Linked DNA regions of Hordeum vulgare: region 1 is linked to region 2. Evidence: chromatin contacts called from public Hi-C data. All regions are on one chromosome and are shown on one strand. Each heading gives the region's core, a stretch centred on a gene start, on an enhancer-like site or on the middle of the called end of the contact. The rest is flanking DNA. Distances are from core to core; before and after follow the strand shown.

Evidence for each region. A called contact is a pair of places that touch in the nucleus more often than the background predicts.
Region 1: a contact with region 2 is called in a Hi-C map of seedling, with 1.8 times the contacts expected there. The contact joins the promoter of LOC123442625 here to the promoter of LOC123442623 in region 2. A contact is called at or near these places in 2 of 6 Hi-C or Micro-C datasets (leaf and seedling).

Annotation. Positions count from the first base shown.
Region 1 is chr3H:19,143,420-19,146,252 of MorexV3_pseudomolecules_assembly, forward strand. LOC123442625 (GTP-binding protein YPTM2-like) reads right to left here and starts at 1,280. Exons shown (of 8, transcript XM_045118719.1): 1 at 1,141-1,280. The coding sequence starts at 1,154.
Region 2 is chr3H:18,911,905-18,914,950 of MorexV3_pseudomolecules_assembly, forward strand. LOC123442623 (protein NRT1/ PTR FAMILY 8.2-like) reads left to right here and starts at 1,369. Exons shown (of 3, transcript XM_045118716.1): 1 at 1,369-1,583.

The DNA of each region.
Region 1 (2,833 bases), core at 30-2,529, 230 kb after region 2:
GAGGCATAGTTGTTATATCCATGCTTAGAACATTGAGCAATAAGTTTAGGACAACTATACCAAAAATAGATAGAATCAACATCTTGAGGCTCAATGCATATTCAGATATTTTGTTATTCCATAAAAGTAATATTCAGTAAATTTGGTTCAGTTGTAGTACTGGAGTGCACATTAGGAAATTTGAATAGTTACTCTCAAGAGACAAGAAAGAAGGAAGTTGAATAGACAAGTAACAGATTCCAATGTCAACACATAATTAAGATGAAATAGTGAAGCTAAACGGCAGCTACAAAACTAACCAAGAGAGCGGTACCATCAACGATGATGTACATTCATAAGGTACAGAAGCAACATCCATATTCTCTCTTCGTGTCTTATCTGTAAAACACTTGTCGATGTTTATAACCCAGAAGCGTCACAGTAGAAAAACACCACCACCGGCCGGATCGAGCAAGCATCTGATCGTGCTTGTGGAATGTACATACGGATGCACTCGGCTTCTCAGGGTCACACTACCAACATGCTAACCAGCAATGCCATATCCGCAAAAACAACGAGAAGTGCTCTCAGTTCGGTGGTAGGCCCCGCCTACCACCGCAGTCACCCCTTAATAAAAGTAAGTTTAATAAGAGCAAGCATACTTGTAAGTTGTAACGAACCACCAAACACGGGAGTCGGGCAGTGGCACGAAAAGCAACAAGATGGTTAAACCACAGCCAAACAGAGTAGTACAACCCTGTGGATTTCCTTTCCCTAGGCTCCCCCCGCCGGCGATTTGAGCTGGGGAAGGGCAGCAGCTCTAATTACTCTCGGTCGCCTCTGCTATGCCGATCGAGAGAGAAAACGAAACCTGTGGGATTTTCCTGTAGAGACGCAGCGACGGAAGATTAATCTTACTGCTACACGAGCGCTGCTTTTCCTACTAGGTTTTTTTTCCCGTGACCAAACGGGGCGCCCCGAAACATGGCAAAAACCAAGGATCGGGTCGAAATCCGCCGGATGTGGACTCCGAGATCACGCCGCACCCGGAACGGAACCGCCGGGATCGAGAGCGAAGGGGGGCCAGATCCCCCGAGATCCCGGCCTCACCGGCCCCCAAAATTCATTCGGACAGAGGCAAGGCGAGGGGAGGCGACTTACTACTCCGGATTCATGGCGGGGTCGGGATCCTGACGCGGGGCGCTCCGCTCTACGGGGCGCCGGCGAGGGACGGGGGGTGGGGGTGGGGGTGGGTGATCGAGCTCGACGACGACTCCTCCGCGGCCCTGCCCGAATCTGATCTCACGGTTGTTTTTCTAAGTGGGGAATTCTCGGGCCGTCTACGGGCGGGTGTGTCGCCGCCAGGTGGGCCCCGGTGGTCGGTCGTGCGCGTGCGCGTGCGCGTGCACGTGTGTGTTCGCTCCCTGCCCTCCTGCTCTCGCACGCCGCCGCACCCTTCCTCACCATCGCATATTTTGTCAGCGTTTTTCTAATATATAAATACAATTGAGCCCATTATAAATCTTTACCTAATCTATATCTATAATCTTTATCTTTACCTAATAATAAAAAGGTTATCGCTTCCGTCGCAAAACCCATCGATGTGATTTTACAAAAAAACCCTTACTGTTTATGATATTAAACTCGTAGTATATATATTAAATATATTTTTAAATATTCATATCTTTTAAACCGTAACTTCAAATTTAACATATTGTACATGGAATTTGATTAGAAAAATATGTAGAATTTAAATATGATATTACTTTATCTGTTAAACGTTTAATAAAAATATTATCTAGGGTGCAATCTTAATAAATAAGTCATTATACGTCTTTCTTTCATACCGGTACTCATCCGGGTTGGGGATGAACACGTCAACAAAATCAGGATTAGAGATGAAACTGAAGGTCATTTGATTGATTCTTTGTATGTATTAAATCTACATGCAAGCCGTGTTAAAATAGAAGACCTGCGAAATTTTGAACTGCATTTTTGTAGGATAAGACCATCCTTATTTGTATCGTAACTATAAATTCTCAAATTATAGACATTTTTTATAATTAAGAGCGTGTGTCATGTGGTATTTCTTTCTCCCGTTGCAACGCTTGGGCCCTTTTGCTATCTCTCTCTAATAATAATAAAGCGTCTAAGGCTTCTGTCGTCCGTAGTGGCTATTTTGCAGAAAAGCCCCTGATGTTTGCTGAAATCAACCCGCAGTCTTGTTTTACGTCAGAAAAACGAATCGTTTTTTTTTTAAATGTTTCAGAAAACCCCCTGATATTTCACGTAATCAACCCGCAGTCCGGATTTAAGTCAGAAAACGAATCGTTTTTTGCTTTTCTCAGAAAACCCCCTGATGTTTCAGGTAATTAACCCGCCCTCCGTTTTTAAGTCAGTCAAAACGTTTTTCTTTTGTTTTAACCCCAACTTTTCAGTTAATCAATCCACATTTTATCTAAAACAAAAGTATTCATATCTTTTAAACCGTAACTCCGATTTTAACATGTTATATATGAAATTTGATTAAAAAAATATGTAGAATCTAAATAGGATGTTATTTTTAGCTGTTGAATACTTCTTAAATATTATTTTTGGTGCAAACTTTATTTGTAGTGCACAATCATATTTTTTTCCGGCGACGATACGAATTGCAATAAACATCCATTAAATTAAAACCAAATTGAAAGGAAAGAAAACCATCGTTAACCACACATGCATACCTTTGGAAAACCTCATGGGGAGAAAGAACATATTTCTCATCTTATTCCGAGTGATTGTACATTCAAACGCATTTTCGTTGTATGAGCACTAAGGTCATCGTCGGCAACACAAATATGATGCCATGTGAAAA
Region 2 (3,046 bases), core at 119-2,618:
CTTGGAGGATATTGCTATGATCACCGGGCTTCCTATCGAGGGCAGGGCTCTTACAGGGAAGGTAAGGTCAGATGGGTGGCGACAACGGGTTGCAGCATTGGTTGGTGTTGAACCCGAGCAATGGACTGATGAAACTAGGAAGGATCCTAGGCCATCCGGTGTGTTGTTCTCTTGGATACACAGACATTTTCGCAGGTGTCCAAAGGATGCTAGTCCGGCTGTTGTGGAGAAGAACGCAATTGACAGGTTATGGTCTAAAGAAATGCCGAGGCCTCTGGCGTTTCTGAGATAGGCCGCACCGCCAGGACACCCCGACGTTTCTATGCCCTATGACAACGCTGCCGAAGACCATAGTTGGTTGTTTCTGGTTTAAAGGAACGCCAAGAAGGCTGGCGTTTCTGCGGTGGGCTGCAACGCCAAGGTGGCTGGCGTTTCACATACATGATTTTGCAACTATGCATTTTCCTAGTAAAAACATCACATAGCCCATATACAAACTACATTACGCGGGTTCTGGTTTAAAGCAACTAAGAACAAAGAATACAAACATCACATAGCCCATATAAAGTAGAAACATCACAAAGAGTTGCCCCAAAAAACCAACAAAAAGGTTGAGGGAGGAGGAAGATCGAAGGGGGGGATCTTGAGGAGGAGGGAGAGCTTTTTTGTCAAAGGAAGAACAAGAGAAGAGGAGAAATGGTGGTTGGTGGGCGAGGGGGTCGGGGTGGGCAGATATAAAGCCCAGAAACGCGAGTGCGCTTGACGTTACACATAAGGCCTGCAATGCCACAGTAGACTGGCGTTGCGCACATGGCCAACAACATCACAATAGAGTGGCGTTTCTATGAAAAGCTGCAACGTCACGGTTTATGACGTTTTAAGAAAGGGTCAAAACATGAAAATGTTTCGAAACGAGTTCGTTCTGTGATTATTTTACGTCCCGTGAATCAGAAAAGTGAAAAAACCCTCCGTCTCATTTATACTACTCCCGTGTGTCAGCATCTTACTACTACTCTCTCTGTACCACAATATTTGTTGTTGGGGGAACTAGTTTAGGTTAGTTCTCCCCAACAACAAATATTATGAAACACAGGGAGTAGTACAGTAGGCGTAATAGTAGCGCGTATACGCTACCAATCAATCAAACCATGCGGAACCGAACCGAACCGGAACCGAGCGAGCTGCGCGTTCACTTTACCGGTGGTCTGGTATCGCCGGCCGGCTGTCATCTCATTTCCAGAGTTATTAAAAATGCGGTATGCATGCTCCCCCTTTCTTTTTTTCCTTATGCCAGTTTGGTTGGTTGGGCAAGTGTCGAGACGCTCTGTCTATAAATACCGGGCTGGTCAAAGCAGGAGCCTCCAAATCCAAAGGTGGCTGCGGCTCACACCCATCCTCACACAGAGACAGAGACCGAGACCGAGGGAGGTGGAGCTCAGGGCCTCGGACCAGACCAGAGGGAATCGCGCGGGCGTGGCGACGACTGAGGCGCCCGGAGGTCCCCTCCGACCGGGCTCCACCGATCCCCGGCCAGCCGAGGGCCACGCCGGCCGCCGCCGCCCACCGAGCATCGACCAACAGAGGTACCCCCCTCCAACACTGCGTGGCTGGGGCACATCCATCTCTGAATTAATGGCTGTGTTCTCGGTCCTAAGATTTCAGACTATCATTCGGTTAGAGATGCATAATTCATTACCGCGGGGCACGTATGAGCAGTACTGTATTGATCATTCCAATCAAACTAGTAGTAACAATTAGTAGCTTTGAGATACGTACTATAGTAGAGTTTTCATTAAAAGACTACATACCGATGTATACTTTAAAGTATATGTTCATTTATTTTGCTTCGTATGTAGTCTCTTAATAAAACTTTCAAAAAACGTAGGAAGTACTCCCTCCGTGAGTATATGTTAATCAAGTGTCATGTGAAGACGCGATGTGCAATCAGGTTGTTTTTGGACCTTGGGGGTCCATTCCATGTTACGCATAGCCAGGAAGCATTAACCCCCATGCCACCGTGTGTCGTTGTCGCGGTGGGAAACCAGGCAGGCAGCGAACGACCCAGCGGAGCACGTCGTCGTCTCCGGCTATAAGTAGCGGTCGGGCCGGAGCAGGAGCCTCAAAATCCAAATCCAAATCCAAAGGTGGCTCGCCCACAGTCACACACACACATCGTTGCGCTTGCGCACACAGACTGCCAGGCCGGGCGGGGAGGGACACGCCCGCCGCTTCTGGCCAAGGTACGTAACGTAATGGATGCAGATTCGGGTTCAGATTCAGATACCTCAGCCGTGCTGTTCAACCCTGACAAAACTCCGGTCAGCCGGCACGGCCGTCTTCCTCACGTGCGGCTGGCACACCTCTCCCGCGTGCGTGCGTGCGTGCGTATGTGCGTCGCCGGCAAATACTACTCCGTCATAGTACTACTACCAGGAGTAGTAATTAATTGCCACGCGGAAGAGGATCCCCAAGTGATTGCGTGTTTCAAAGCATTATTGCTACTCCTTCTACTAATTAATCGGCTGGTTTGATCCAAAGATTCCCGTCAAGACCCATCAGAGCATGGTTAATAGTATAGCCAACTGCTGGCTATAAGCAGTCTTATAGCCCACCTTACAGCTAGGTTGTACAATAGTTAGCTATAAAAGAGTACTACTTTTATTATATATGGTCCACGTTTCATTCTCACAAAACACCTAGGAGCACGTGCTAGAGCTGGCTCTTCACGAAGAGTCCGCTTCCCTTCTCTCTCCTCTTCTCTCTCATCCAACTTAACAAAAATATAGTATTTTAATCCTTACAGCCTGCTGACTGTACCTTATTGTACTTGCTCTCAACGGAGTTGCAGGTGCTTGCTGCTAGGAGTACTCACTCCGTCTTGGTTTATAATTCATCATACAAAAATCAATTAATAGTCTCAAAACACTTACTCCGTCTTGGTTTATAACTCATCATACAAAAATCAATTAATAGTCTCAAAACACTTACTCCTATTTGTTGTTTTTTGACATGAATAACGGAATCAACCAATAAGAGACGTGAAAAA